Regions from separate parts of the Mus musculus genome. Here region 1 is linked to region 2. Evidence: chromatin contacts called from public HiChIP or PLAC-seq data. All regions are on one chromosome and are shown on one strand. Each heading gives the region's core, a stretch centred on a gene start, on an enhancer-like site or on the middle of the called end of the contact. The rest is flanking DNA. Distances are from core to core; before and after follow the strand shown.

The links. HiChIP or PLAC-seq counts read pairs in DNA pulled down with a chosen protein or histone mark.
Region 1: a contact with region 2 is called in an H3K4me3 HiChIP or PLAC-seq map of craniofacial prominence, with 4 times the contacts expected there. The contact joins the promoter of Mycn here to the enhancer-like site in region 2. A contact is called at or near these places in 10 of 39 promoter capture datasets (the HPC-7 cell line, cranial neural crest, embryonic stem cells and 6 more), 1 of 15 datasets of contacts at CTCF or cohesin (large pre-B cells), 7 of 484 Hi-C or Micro-C datasets (the HPC-7 cell line, the N1E-115 cell line, Sertoli cells and 4 more), 18 of 115 datasets of contacts at active chromatin or transcription factors (the 230-238 cell line, craniofacial prominence, embryonic basal ganglia and 9 more) and 3 of 9 other capture datasets (adipose tissue, embryonic stem cells and liver).

What each region holds. Positions count from the first base shown.
Region 1 is chr12:12,936,530-12,944,072 of GRCm38.p6, reverse strand. Mycn (v-myc avian myelocytomatosis viral related oncogene, neuroblastoma derived) reads left to right here and starts at 2,237. Exons shown (of 3, transcript NM_008709.3): 1 at 2,237-2,437; 2 at 3,587-4,463; 3 at 6,463-7,543. The coding sequence starts at 3,680. The coding sequence ends at 7,067. RefSeq lists an enhancer at 1,438-1,466.
Region 2 is chr12:12,748,444-12,756,276 of GRCm38.p6, reverse strand. No RefSeq gene overlaps it. Among named protein-coding and RNA genes, the nearest start is that of Gm35104, 14 kb to the left of the region's middle. Within about 2 kb of position 2,211, at least 7 of the 459 cell types and tissues checked have an H3K27ac peak or open chromatin away from gene starts, as enhancers often do. A contact at or near this core is called in craniofacial prominence, where this site is marked.

The DNA of each region.
Region 1 (7,543 bases), core at 988-3,487, 190 kb before region 2:
CTTATCTTTTAGCAGAGTGAAGAGCACAGGTGTGGAGAGAGAACTTTATCCATAACTAACCAGGCCATCTTAGCCGACTTTCCCAGTCCCCTGCTGCTTGAGGGAGTTCTAGTAGGCTGGTCAAAGTGTCCTTTACGTGTCCGCTGCTGAAGTTCTGAGGAAGATTCTAGAAGCCAGATGTGGTGGCACAGACCTGTAGTCCCAGAGTTTGGGTAATGGCAAGAGGATCAATTCAAGGTCATCCTCCTCAATAAAAATAGAGTTCAAGGTCATCTTGGACTATATGAGACCTCGGCTCAAAAAACAAACAGAAACACCTCTCCTCCCCCCCCCCCCAAAGCAACAACAAAAAGAAAAGGTTCTGGGAGCCACACCTATCTCTCCCCCACTGTGCCACTAATAAACAAAACTAACCTGCCAGATCTGGCTGTCTAAAAGGGTTCCTTTCAATGGAGCCTACCTCCAGCGGCATCCAGGAACACTTACCATACAGCCCCTGCTGTGTATGTATAATTACAATCTGAGGCAAAGTTTTCAGAGAGCCAGCATCTTGAGGGAGAATTCAGCGGGAGGTCTCGGTTTGGAAGAGGCCAGGGGTGTGAAAATGAGGGTGTTAAAGGCTTTTGCAAAGGTAATGGGTTTTACATATGTGAGCCCAATAAGAAAGGCCTTGGAAGGGTGGCTCACCCTCATTCACGGCTACTTCCTAGAACCTGCCGCAGTCCCCAGAATTATGTAGGCATTCGGGGACAGATGGGAAGACTTTCACACATGCTAATACACATTTTGACCTTGACTCTCTAGGCATTCTCTTCTTCCTCGCTGGAGGTGAATGAGGGGTGTCATTTTCAATTTAGAGGGAAATGGAGACGCTTCCCCACAAACAAGCTTAAGGGTTTAAGGATAAATCCCACCCTACTGAGAATGTGTGTTGAAAAAGGGCTTCACCCAGGGACCCAGGTTACTCCTGGAAAGTTTTGTGGGGCAAGAGCATTTATTTTTAGCCCCACATTTAGGAAACAAACCTTTTAGCATGCTTGCCTAGACAGAAGTGAGACGCTGTGGGATGGGGAGGGAGGGAAATGTGCCCACGGCTGTGAGGAAAGAATACACGCACCCTGCTCTAGTCTAAATAAGATGTCGCGCTCTCTCTGTTCACGCCAGCTCGTAAGTGAGGCAAATGGGACACAAAGAGGCCAAATTAATGATGGCTTTCCTTGATGTCACCATCCGTAGGAACTCGAGGTATACAGAGCAGTCAGTGATTTGGGCAAGGAAAGCAGCGGTCCGTAATTCAACCCTGGCTTCGGAAAGGCTTTTGTTGGGAACGGTGGGCGCGACTTCAGGGGACGTCCCTCCACGCGTTTCACAATCCCTTCCGCGGTAGCAAGGATTCGCTAATTGTCTCGCGGGGGTGGCCCCACTCGGGCTCCGAGGCTGGGCGGTGCGGCTCCGCTTTCTGCTTGGTCTCCGCGAGGTGTCGCCTTCGGCCGAAGAAAGCGGTAAGGCGCCACCCTCGTAGCCCGCACTTATTTATTTTCAAACAAGGGGGGCGCCCCTTCCTTTCAATTTGAAACTAGAAACCTCCTGCGGTCTGTTTCTACGTGGGCGCGTCCTCGGCCTCCCATTTTGCACTCCTGTGTCGCCTTCCTTCGAGATCACACACGAACAGCCCCTCGACCAGGCCTTGTTCCACTTTAGCCTGGAGCTCATCTTTCACACAAACATACACTCGCGCGCAGTCCACGCAGGGACTGGGCTAGAAACCTCTTTTCCCATTCCCAGAACACACCCAGCGACCTTTAAAAAAAAAAAAACACGGAGTGCAGCGGGTGCAAGCCAGGGGGTCCAAAAGGGAGGGGGAAGCACTCCTCGGGTTTCCCAGCTTTGCTGCTTGCAGTCTGAAAAACGAGAGGGGGGAGGGGGAGAGAGGGAGGGACGGAGGGGGAGAGGAGAGGAGGGGAGGAGGGGGAGAGGAGAAGAGGGGAGGAGGGAAGGGAGAGAGAGAGAGAGAGAGAGAGAGAGTCGGAAAAAAAGAGAAAAGCAAATGGCTTTTGGCGCGAAAGGCTTTGGCGCCTCCCCTGATTTTTATGGAAATCAAGAGGGCGGGGAAAAGCCTCTTGCCTCTGCCTTTCTCCCTCCCCCTCGTCTGCGCCACAGCCCCCTTCTCTCCCCGCCCCCCGGGTGTGTCAGATTTTTTCAGTTAATAATATCCCCCGAGCTTCAAAGCGCAGCCAGTGACAGTCATCTGTCTGGACGCGCTGGGTGGATGCGGGGGGCTCCTGGGAACTGGGTTGGAGCCGAACGAGCGCTAGCCAGGCGTAAGCGCGCACACACTGCAGCCGCCGGAGGACAACCCCCTCCCGCCGCCGCTCCCTCAGCCCACCCGGAGACCCCAGCCCCGAGTCGCCTCCGGATCCCCGGCAGTCTGCGGGAGGTAAGAAGCGGTACTTGCGAAGCTTCGAGCGCCCGGGGAACGGCGGAGCGCTGCGGCTAGGCAAGCCCCTGGACGCGGCTCCGCACCCTGCACCCAAATATGCCGGGCTTTTCTGGGGGAGGGGGTAAGGGGGCAACACACCGCGTCTGCTTCCGAAACAAAACCATCTGGGTTTTTTGTTTTTTTTTTTTTCCTGAAAAGCCTATTCAGCACCCGAAGGCACCCTGGCTGGAAGAGACCCGCCCTAATCCCTTTTACAGCCCTGGCCCAGGCAGAGAAATAGCTTTAGCGAAAAGAAATTCGCCCGGCTCCACAAGATTTGTCTGAGTGTGAGGTGACTGGGAACCGGTGCGTCCCCACCCCAAGCTGGGGTTCTCCAAAAGGTGCCGCGGGGAAAGAAGGAAAAGGGGTTAGGCGAAGCTAGGTGCCTGAGTGATAATGTAGGTCACGGCTGCTCCGGCTTAGGAGACGCGATTCTCGCCGGCGACCCTGCACCATTCCTAGGGATGGGGTTCAGCCTTTCCCCCCGCCTGTTGAAGAGGTTGAGGTCTCTGAAGGAAGGGGAATGGAAAGGGTATAGGTATAGGCAGCGATGAGTACCAAGGGTATCTGCCAAGATTGAGGCTCTAGGTCTAGGTGGAGAGGGTTGTATGTAATTGCCTGTTGTTGGTCTGACTGGAGAAAGGCCCTTAATAATTAATAAAGTTTCCTGAACCCCGTTAGCGTTTGCGCTCCCGTGATCGCATTTCTGCAAAAGGGGAATGAAAGGTACTTCAATCCCATGCCTGGTAGCTGGGCTAGAGAGCAAGGACTTCCTTTAAGCAACTAGTGCAAGTGGGGTAGTCGCGCTAGTAAGAGCTGAGATCTGCAGCTTGAACAGCCCCCCTCCCCCAGGCAGTGCCTTGTGTGAATGAAACGGCAGTTTCCAAAGTTGCAGAGAGCCACACCACCCCCTGCATCTGCAAGCCCCCTCCCACTCCCAGTCTTAGACAGCTTGTACACAAAAGGAGGGAGTAGGGGAGACGCTCAACTTTCTCCCACCTTCCAGAGCTGTGGGGAGCTTGCAGAAGAGATTGGGGGCTCCCACTGCCTGTCCCCACCAACCCACCCCTTTGGCTCATTCTCTCTTGGTTTGCCTATTGGTTGTAGAGTTGGAGGTTGGCGCGACTCTGCTGCTCTCCACGGGAAGGAAGCACTCCCCCATATTAAAAAGAGCGGAGATATTAAAAGAGAGGCGAACCCATGCCCAGCTGCACCGCGTCCACCATGCCGGGGATGATCTGCAAGAACCCAGACCTCGAGTTTGACTCACTGCAGCCCTGCTTCTACCCGGACGAAGATGACTTCTACTTCGGCGGTCCCGACTCGACCCCACCGGGGGAGGACATCTGGAAGAAGTTTGAGCTGCTGCCCACGCCCCCGTTGTCGCCCAGCCGCGCCTTCCCAGAGCACAGCCCGGAGCCTTCGAATTGGGCTACGGAGATGCTGCTGCCGGAGGCCGACCTGTGGGGCAACCCGGCCGAGGAGGATGCGTTCGGTCTCGGGGGCCTGGGTGGCCTCACTCCTAATCCGGTCATCCTTCAGGACTGCATGTGGAGCGGCTTCTCTGCCCGCGAGAAGCTAGAGCGCGCAGTGAACGAAAAACTACAGCACGGCCACGGGCCCCCGGGCGTCAGCTCAGCCTGCTCGGCTCCCGGAGTGGGTGCCAGCAGCCCCGGGGGCCGTGCCCTTGGTGGGTCGTCGAGTGCTAGCCACACCGGGGCCACCCTGCCTACCGACCTCTCCCACCCGGCTGCCGAATGTGTGGACCCCGCCGTGGTCTTCCCCTTCCCGGTGAACAAGCGAGAGTCGGCGTCGGTGCCCGCTGCCCCCACTAGCGCCCCGGCGACCAGCGCTGCGGTCACTAGTGTGTCTGTTCCAGCTACTGCCCCGGTGGCTGCTCCTGCTCGTGCAGGCGGCCGTCCTGCCAGCAGTGGGGAGGCCAAGGCCCTCAGCACCTCCGGAGAGGATACCTTGAGCGACTCAGGTAAAGCCTAGAGTAGAGTTCTTGCTAGCTCCTTACGGACTGGGAAGGTGGGGGTGCTGCGTTCCCTTTGTTATCATAGATTTGTGCGGGTGATTCTCTTCTGTTCACCAGCCTCCCGGGACAGAAGAGGCTGGAAACACCAGCTACACCTTCTCTTAAATTTGCCATCCCCTTTTTCGCGAATCCTTGCGGTAGGCATGCCCTCACTGTGGCAAAAGTTGGTGGCCAGCTCAGTCAGTCTGTGGAGTCCAAAAAACTACCTGTACAGAAATCTGTTAGTCCGTTGGAAAGGAACCTTTAAGCCAGGTCAAGGAAGGGAAAAGACTCCCTGCAAGACGAGGGCTGCACAATCCCACTTGCAAAAGTTAAGAGAATGCCTGGCAATTCCTCCCTCCCCTCCCCTAGGACTCTGAGCCCTCCGTGGGTGGTGGGCTGTTTGCGTTTGGTGCGTGGCCAGCAGGCGGCGTTGTGTCTGACGCAAGACAGGCAGGATCAAAAAGACTGGGGGTGATGGGGGCACCCCCTCCCTCCAGTTCAGCAGCTGGCAGCAAGTGCATTAGTGGTTGTGTACGTTTTCAGAGAGCCTCTTTCCGGTTTTGATTGAGTACTAGTCCCGTTGTGTTTCCTAGCTGGAATTTCTGACCTAATTGAGCTGAGTTGTGTTCCATAACCCATTGCCCTTGAAGGTTGAGGGCGGGTCCCTACCACTGCCGCTCCTAAGGAATGCACGCACCCTTAGGATTCATTGGTTCTATTGTAAGCCTTTATCTGCGCTGTCCTCGGAAAGAAAGGGTTAAAAAGAAGAAGAAAGCTTTTTTTTTCCATGGGGCTGTGAAAGTACCTACCACACTTTACCCAAATCCAGTCTGCCCTTGTCCTTCGAGCTGTAGGTCCAGCCCCCCTATTAGACCTTGGAAGCCAGTGTTTTCAAAATGCCAAAGAATAAAAAGTCTAAATTTCCTCCTGGGCTGTGGAGGGATCGCTCTAAGGCTCCTGGGAGGAAACTTGGTGATAAGCCTGCACTTTGAAAGGGCTCTGTCCCTTTAATGTCTGTGCCTTGACAGCTTTCTGTTAGGAAGCAGTTCCTTCCAACAGCTGTCTTCTTGGCTGAAAACCAAAACACTGGCTTAAAGGGACCTACCGGCTGGAGCAGCCTAACATTTCAGCCTTAGAAGAAGAAACCTCACAATTGTTCCGCTTTCCGGTCCTCCCTAGATTAAGCAGACGATGTGTTTTGGTTTTCGTGCTTGCTTTTATTTTCTTCTTTTAAGCCATAATTTTCTCTCCTAGCCTGGCAGTAAACGAAGTCAGAATGAATACACATAGGACGATACAGGCTTTTTTTTTTTTTTTTCTCGTGCACCGCCCCCTTTGGGACTCTGAGCTACTGTGGATTAGAGCTTTATAATTGAGATCTGATCTCTGCCTAGATGAAAAACTGCTTACTCCGTACAACGCATGTTCGCACCAGGAAAGGTTGTTGTCGTAGTGAATGAGATTGTCCTAGAGTTTTAAGGATGGCAGAATCAAACCCAGCCATGGGTTTTACCAAAGGAGGAGCCTCCGGTCTGAAGGGCGGCTGTGGAAGTGTGTATAAGTAAATCCATGGGGCAGACTGGCTGGTGATTATGCTAAAAGCCCCTATTACCGAGCATCTGTCGCCAAGTCTACATAGTGTCTGCCAAACTCAAACACTGTGGTTATTACCCCCATTGAATAGCTGAGGACACTGAAGAGTTTTTCCAGGATCATGCCGACAACGGCTCGTTCTGACTCCAGTTGGGTTCCTCGAGTTTCTGCCACATCCTCAAGTTTGTCACCAGGGGTTGAATCCTGGGCCCTTCCACATCAGACAAGTGCCCTGCTGGCCCCACACCACCCAGGGAAGGAAAGGGGTGGGGCGTACCTCTTGTCCGCGTTGTGATCAGCAAACCTAGCTGACTTAAATAACAAGTGTATGTTAATCGCACAATTAACCAGAAACTATTTTTCCCCTCAGATGATGAGGATGACGAGGAGGAAGATGAAGAGGAGGAAATCGATGTGGTCACCGTAGAGAAGAGACGTTCCTCCTCTAACAACAAGGCGGTAACCACTTTCACGATCACTGTGCGTCCCAAGACCTCCGCTCTGGGCCTGGGGCGAGCACAGCCTGGCGAGCTGATCCTCAAGCGCTGTGTTCCCATCCATCAGCAGCACAACTATGCTGCACCCTCACCCTACGTGGAGAGCGAGGACGCGCCCCCGCAGAAAAAGATCAAGAGCGAGGCTTCTCCACGCCCCCTCAAAAGTGTTGTTCCAGCAAAAGCGAAGAGCCTGAGCCCCCGAAACTCAGACTCGGAGGACAGCGAGCGCCGCCGCAACCACAACATCCTGGAGCGTCAACGCCGGAACGACCTGCGCTCCAGCTTCCTGACGCTCAGGGACCATGTGCCTGAGCTGGTGAAGAACGAGAAGGCCGCCAAGGTGGTCATCTTGAAAAAGGCCACCGAGTACGTGCACGCCCTACAGGCCAACGAGCACCAGCTCCTGCTGGAAAAGGAGAAACTGCAGGCGAGGCAGCAGCAGTTGCTAAAGAAGATCGAACACGCTCGGACTTGCTAAACGTTTCCCACACGGACAGTCACTGCCACTTTGCACATTTTGATTTTTTTTTTTTTTTAAACAAACATTGTGTTGACATTAAGAATGTTGGTTTACTTTCAAATTGGTCCCCTGTCGAGTCTGGATCTGGGTAGGGGGCAGGACACGGGGTTCTGCCATGACCTTGGAAAAAAAACTGACTTATGGGATGCTGGGTGGCTTGTTTTCCTCCTCCATATCACCTGGTGACAGCCGTGGAAGTTCGGGACACTAAGGAGCTTCAGGAGGCTGTGAAGTCACCTTGTTCCGGTCCAAGATTCCAAACAGAGTCATTCCTTCTTTTTACAATGGTGCTTAAGTTCCAGCAAATGCCACAGAAGGGGGGGTTGCCATTTGATGCCCCTGGGAACACTTGTGTAAATACCATTGATACACCCGCCTTTTGTATACGTCCTGGGTAATGAGAGGTGGCTCTTGCGGCCAGTATTAGACTGGAA
Region 2 (7,833 bases), core at 962-3,461:
CAGGGAATTCATTGCAGAAACCTTCCCCTCAGAATGTTTCTGAAGTCACGGGCAGTACTGATTCCTACCCACGTGTTGTTGCTCACACATACACACCTATGATTAAACAAGGGACTTGTGCTTCTGAGCCAAACATTCTACTGCTGACCTATATTTATAGCTCTATCAAATTTTTGAGATAGTGTCTCACTAAGTTGTTCAGGATGGCTTTGAACTCAGTATGTAGTACAGGCACGTCTTAAACTTGTGATCTTCCTGTCTCAGCCACACAAATAGCTGGGATTACAGTTCTGTTGTGTCATCAGATCCAGCTATATTTAATATATATGTATATACGTATACACACATGTTTATATATATACATATATATGTGTATGTATATATATGTGTGTGTGTATATATATATATATATATATATATATATATATATATATATATGTGTGTGTGTGTGTGTGTGTGTGTGTGTGTGTGTGTGTGTTTTCCCCAAAACAGGATTCCTGGACTCACTTTGTAGACCATGATATCCTTGAACTCACAGAGATCAACCTGCTGCTTCTACTTCCTGAGTTCTGGGGTTAAAGGTGTGTACCACCATGCCCATCTCTTTAATATATTTTAATGTGGGGCTAGGCCTGGTCGTGCATACCTTTAACCTTTAGTATTTAAGAGGCAGAGGCAGTACTTAAATCTCTATGAGTTCCAGGCTATCCAAAGTTATATAGTGAGACCCTTATTAAAATGTGTGTATATTATATATAAATATAATGGGTGGCACTGGGAGTAAGGAACACATGCATGTTGTAAGCAGGGCAGTTTCTCTACACATGTGCCCTCTAAACCAAGTCTGATACAGTGTGTGAGTGACTTTGATGGGGAAGGGACATTCCAGGTAAAGGAATAGATGTCAAAGCCCCAAGAAATGAGAAGCAAGATCACAGTGTGACTGATGGCAGTGCCAGCTAGGGGTTTAGAGTACACACAGATTGGATGACTCAAGGTCCTGTGTTCTCTGCAGCTGCCTGACATTAATGCTATATGTCTTGATGGCCTTGGAGGATGGTGATTGGTTCATTGAGCCATCTGTTCTCTTGGGCACAGTGGGTCTGAGGCAAAGCTTCCCAGGTCCATTGTATTTAGACTGTAGATGTGGTATGGGCATATAGAGGTTCCCACAGCAACTGAGCTGTAAACCAATCCCCTGACATCCATTGATGGCATCAGCCTCCAGAAGGCCCATGATATCTTCCACTACAGAAGAGCCTGCTCTATAGACCTTGATTGAGGCTCATCCCAGGGGCTTGGAATCTTACTTGGTACTCATTCTGCATAATTCTGTCAAGCTATTTAGCAGCCAGAGTACCCAGGATGAAGAGTGGCACCCCACTGTTTAATAGATGCTTCTTAGTGTTGTCATAGCCATTAAATGTGTCAATATTGTATTATTGGTTTTAAGTGTAAGTACTAATAGCCATTCTCTACACACCACAGGTTGTGCTATTGGTCATATTTTCCCCATGGCAGCCAGGAAGCTCCTCTTCAGTCTTTCATATCACCCATAGTAAGTGGGCAGGAACCTCCAGCATGAATTTTTTTTCTAAATTAACCCACCCTGAACTTCAATTTATAATGCCACTCCTACTTTTTGCCTCTATTACTTTTTTTTTTTTTTTAAATCTTACTAACCAAATTTGAAACTTTTAAGTGGTCTGAGTCTTAAACAAATCCCTAGAGAAATCACACTTCGGACACTGTCATTTGCAAGTAAGTTTTAGGCACCTACTATGTGAAAGGAGGTGTTAGGCTCAGCAGGAGGGACTAGAAAAAATGGTTGTAGAGTCCCTGCCCTCCAGCTTAAGTCCCTATTTTGTGTCCCTCACTTTCTCATGGGTCAGATCTCAATGAACACCAGCATTCTATAGAATGAGGAAACTGACCCCCCAAATTCCATCCCTCAAAGGGATTAGTTATTTGCATAATTTACTTTGTTAATAATGGTGCCTGGCCTAGTACCTGCAGGGAGGAAATAGAGTTTTAGAAAAGAAGATGGTGGGGTCGACATTATTTCAGCCTGTCTGTGTTGATGTCTTTGTGTAGAAGGGATCCGAGAGCCTTGGTGTGAGGGTTCAAATGTCTCTCTAAGCATCCCCCCACACTTTCACCCAACAGGCCACAAAGGAAGGTTGAAACTAATTCAAACCAGACCTCAGCAGTCACATACAGTCCCATACATGATGGGGGAGGGGGAGGGGGAGCGACTACATTGAGATCTGCCCTTTGATCGTGTTCAATGCGACTTTGCATTTACCTGAGGGATTAAAAGTTCTCATTGACGGAGGCTCTGGGCTTCCTACTCAGTCTTTGACGGGACAAGCGTTAATTGGACAATATAATGGGGGCGATGTTAATTCCCCTCTTAGAGCTCCTTTTCTTGTTCAGTCGAATAGAAAGGCCCTTTTAAATGGCAGGGAGAGGAAGAAAGGAGCTGGTTTATAAGGGTAATAGACTGCGCATCTTCCCCCTTGTCTCCAAACAAGCCCTGTAGTGGAGTCAGCACAAAGCAAGTCCCAGTCAGGGGAAAGAGAAATGACCTGGTGCTAGCTGGTCTGGAATGTCACCCTGGATCTGGGATGGGGAACAGGCACTCTCTATTTTGATCTGGGGGATGGACAGGGAGTGTAAAAGGGAGAGCAGGAACCCACATGTCTTAAGGGTAATCGAAGGTCAGGTTCCTGTGGGAGTGGAGTGACAGAAGGAGGTGACCAGGTAAAGACTGAGATGAAAGGATGGACCATGTAGAGACTGCCTTACCCAGGGATCCACCCCATAATCAGCATCCAAACGCTGACACCATTGCATACACTAGCAAGATTTTATCGAAAGGACCCAGATGTAGCTGTCTCTTGTGAGACTATGCTGGGGCCTAGCAAACACAGAAGTGGATGCCCACAGTCAGCTAATGGATGGATTACAGGGCTCCCAATGGAGGAGCTAGAGAAAGTACCCAAGGAGCTGAAGGGATCTGCAACCCTATAGATGGATCAACATTATGAACTAACCAGTACCCCGGAGCTCTTGACTCTAGCTGCATATGTATCAAAAGATGGCCTAGTCGGCCATCACTGGAAAGAGAGGCCCATTGGACACACAAACTTTATATGCCCCAGAACAGGGGAACGCCAGGGCCAAAAAGGGGGAGTGGGCGGGTAGGGGAGTGGGGGTGGGTGGGTATGGGGGACTTTTGGTATAGCATTGGAAATGTAAATGAGCTAAATACCTAATAAAAAATGGAAAGAAAAAAAAAAAAAGACTGGAGAATCAGAAACCTGGAGAAAGGATTGACCACTGAGCACTCTCACTGGCCTTGAGCCTCCAAAATCGTGTCAGTTCCCAATTGCAGGGATGATGGACAAGAGATGGATTCTAAGAGCAGCAGCCCAATTTTAGAAGCAGCCTAATTAGAATCCTTGTTCTGTGAGACCTCAAAATGGGTGGGGAGGCTTCTGTGGATTCTTGAGAGCTGCTTCCTACTTCATATGCTAAGAAAGTAATGCATTCCACTCGGGTTCTATCTTCCTACCCACTCCCACTTGTCTCTTGCCTGAATTGGCTTCTTGTTGAATCTCAACGATATACTTCCTCAGCCCTGACTTTTAATGAACGATGAATAGAACTCCATAATAGGTACTTTGATATCACCATGATCATAATACTGGACAGGAGCAATGTAAGGGAAATTTATTTCAACTCATGGTTTCAGTTCATCATGGCGAGGGATGCATGGCAGAGTAGCTCAGTTCCTGGCAGCAGGAAGAGGCTGTCCACATCGCAGAAGAGTGAGATGCACAGAACAGGCAGGAACCAGGGGCCAGTCTATAACCCCCACAGACACAGCCCCTCAGCCAGGAACTTGCCATACCAGCTAGGCCTACCTTCAACAGGTTCCACAGCATGTCAAAGGAGTGTGATCACCTAGAGGACAAGTATTCAAATCACAAGCCCGTGGGGACACCAGATCCAGACCATTCCCGTCTCTATTGATCGATGAGTCAGCAAAAACATTCTGGTAATTTCCTAAAGGGCACATACCCCACTGTGTGCTCTTGAGCAAGTTCAACTTTGGTATGCCTTCCACATTCAGAGCCGCAATAACTGCCTTGCCTTTCCAGTCAAAGGGGTTCTTTCAGGGATCAATGGAGAAAATGGATATTTAAAAAATGCTGTATAAACTCCAAAATATGTGAGATGAATTATTCTCTTTACATTTTTCTCCACTAGAGAGATGAAAGGAATATATGAGGGAAAATGAACAGCAGTGCTGCATTGCTTTTGAAAGATCAGCTTGCCGGGCATGGAGCCTGGGGAGAAGCTGGGGAGGCCTGTGTGATCAGAGGGCCCTGTGGTGGTCCAGCTGGAGCCATCTTGGACAAGTTCTCCTGCGTGATTAGAAAGGCTTGTGGTGGTCCAGCCTGAGCCACCTTAGACAAGTCCCAGTGGACGGGCTAAACGGTCTTTGTGATCTCTGTTAAGTTCAAGTTTCCCACGATGCCACCTAAGCCACTGTCTTTCCAAGCTTCCCTTTGCAATTCTCAAAGCCTGAACTATTCGGAATAATTTGAGAGCTACAAACAAAATTGAAGCTTCCAGAGTTCCAGCCATCAATTGAATGTTTTTGTTTGTCTGTTTGTTTGCGGATTGACTAAGACATATGTAGTAACTTCCACTCATATTTTAATATCAGGTTGCAGAAAAGGTTTTGAAATTATGAAGGACTTGTCTTATGGCAAAAAGAAGAGAACGAGAGAAGGAGGCTGAGCTTTGCTAACCATGAGCTCATAGTTTGACAGGTTCAGTCCATGATGTCCTGTAGATCAGTCCGTGTGGCAGAAGTGTGGGCAGGAGGCTGTTCACATCACAGTAGACAAGGGAGAAAAGAATGAGGCAGGAGCCCTTCTCCTCAGATATCTCAAAACACTATACCACCCCCATCTTTTAAAAAAATTTGCCTGGAGTTAATTCTCTACAATTTACATTTCTTAGGTCTTCTGGCATCAGGGATATGCTTCTCTGCCAATAGATGTCATCATTAGGAGACCTCCCAAATAGGAAAGGGAGCGGAGGATCCTGCTTTGCTCAAACAGGAGACAGCATGGTCATCAAGTGCCTGTGGATGCTGTGGTAGCAGAAGGAATAATGTGGCCACTGGGAGAATGGCCATATTTTTCAGCAGCCTTACTTCTGGTTGAGAAGATTTTATCTTTTATCTGTATGGAGAGCCAACTGAGACATCATCCGGAAGGATTCAGCAGCAAGCATTCTGAGCTCTAGACACTGCCCTTTCTGTCCGTACAGTGCACAGACACCCGCTCACTCTAGTCCACAAATGCCCACTCACTCTTTCTTTTCCAGTTCTTTTAGCTTATGCATTATGACTAATTGCCTATATTAAATGTCCAACATTTAAAACTCTAGAGTACATGATTTCTTGCAGATACAAGCGCTAGACAAATATACTTTGCCCATGGCATTCCTGATGCTGAAAAGAAAACAATTTGTTAACAAAGATAAGTCTGTTTGTCTCTGTCTCTGTGTCTGTCTGTCTGTCTTGTGTGTGTGTAGGCTCATGTGCATCTGGTGGCTGAAGGTCAACTTCAAATGTTATCCTCAATCATTTCTTTAGCTCAGTTTTTGAGTCAGAGTACCTCATTGAAGTTGAAGCTCACCTGTTGGCTTTATTGGCTGACCAGCAAGCTGCAGAGTTCCTTCTGCCTCCATTTGCCTAGTGCAGGGAAGCACATGATCCTACACCTGAATATACTGAATATACACACAGAGAGACAGACACACAGAGACAGACAGACAGACACAGACACACAGACACAGACACACAGATACAGACACAGACACAGACACAGACACACACACACAGATACAGACACAGACACAGACACACACACACAGATACAGACACAGACACAGACACAGACACAGACACAGACACAGACACACACAGATATTAAGTATCCAAACTCAAGTCCACTTTATCAACTGAGCCATCTCTCCAGTCCCCCCAAATCTCAGTGCCCACTTTTGCTGGATATGAAACCTGAGTGGATTCCCTCCATTTTTCTGAGCCTCAGTCTTTCCATCTTTAAAATGCTAATAATTCCATATCTTCATTCCTCATCTCAGGTTAGTGATTACTTACGCCAAGAAACCCCAAGTGACTGTCCACAGATGTAGTGTTGAATAGCCAGAGCATCTGGGTGAGCTTCAGCCTGGCCCACTTCCTTCCTCACCAACCCATCCTTCTGCATCTGCTCCATCATCCAGTATCCGGCATTTGATGGGCTCTTTTTTTTCCCTGGGCTGAAAGCCACATGCTTCAGACTTACCAGTCCTTAAATATTTCATAGCAGACTGGCTGAGAATTAATATTTAATCACAGACTCCTTGGCACTTAAATATTTAATCACTGATGCGACTGATGAGTAATGAGTCAGTGCCCAGGAAAACATTTGGTCTTGGGTCCCAATTTTAAAGGCTCTTTGGTTTGGGTCTCAGAGGGCAGAAGGACCAATTGCAAGTCTATTGTCCCTTCCTTCCTTCCTTCCTTCCTTCCTTCCTTCCTTCCTTCCTTCCTTCCTTCCTTCCTTCCTTCCTTCTTCCCACCTTGCCTTCCTTCCTTTCCTCTTTTCGTTCTGAAATCTTTTAGAGTATAGTTTTAGATTTTTACTTTTACTTGTGTATCTAAGCATGGGTGTGTACATGCAAGTGCAGGTGCCAATGGAGGCCAGAGGCACTGAGTCCCTGGCACTGAAGTTACAGGAGGTTGCAAGCTGTCTGATAAGGGCGTTGTAAAGCAAACTTAGCTCTGTGACAAGAACAGATGCACTCTTTTTTTTTTTTAATTTTTTAATTTTTTATTTAATTAATTAGGTATTTTCTTCATTTACTTTTCAAATGCTATCCCAAAAGTCCCCCAGCGCCCCCCCCCCCCCCCACTCCTACTTCTTGGCCCTGGCGTTCCCCTGTACTGAGGCATATAAAGTTTGCAAGACCAATGGGCCTCTCTTTCCAATGATGGCCGACTAGGCCATCTTCTGATTCATATGCAGCTAGAGACACAAGCTCCGTGGTTACTGGTTAGTTCATATTGTTGTTCCACCTATAGGGTTGCAGAACCCTTTAGTTCCTTGGGTGCTTTCTCTAGCTCCTCCATTGGGGGCCCTGTGTTCCATCCAATAGCTGACTGTGAGCATCCACTTCTGTGTTTGCCAAGCCCTGGCATACAGTAGCACTCTTAACCGCTGAAACATCTCTCCAGCTCAGATCTCAATTTTTTTTCCCCTTTGTGCTCTAGAAATTTAACATTCCCTCTCAAAATTAATTACTGGATGTGGCGATACAGCTTTATTGCCAGCAACTGAGAGGCAGAGGCAGGTGTATTTCTGATATTGAGGCCAGTCTGGTCTACATAGTATTTTCCAGGACAGTCAGGGATACATAGTGAGACCTTGTCTCAAAAAAAAAAAGTTAAATTTAAAAAAGCAAAAGAAAGGGGGAAAATCTTTGAAGTCAGTAATATACACAGTAAGACTGTCTCAAAGAAAAATAGCAAAAGAAGACAAAAAATTGCTTCCTTGGCAAGTTTGTTTATTTCTCTAGCGAATTTACTAATATTCAAGACTAGAAAAACTAGTCAACATATTTGGAGACTGTAGGTCAGACATTGTCATCCTGGAAGAATATAAGTAAACTGGGAATAATGAATAACAGCTTGAAAGAGCTGACTCTATTCATAGTTATAAGCATTTGTAGAAGAGATCTCCTCAC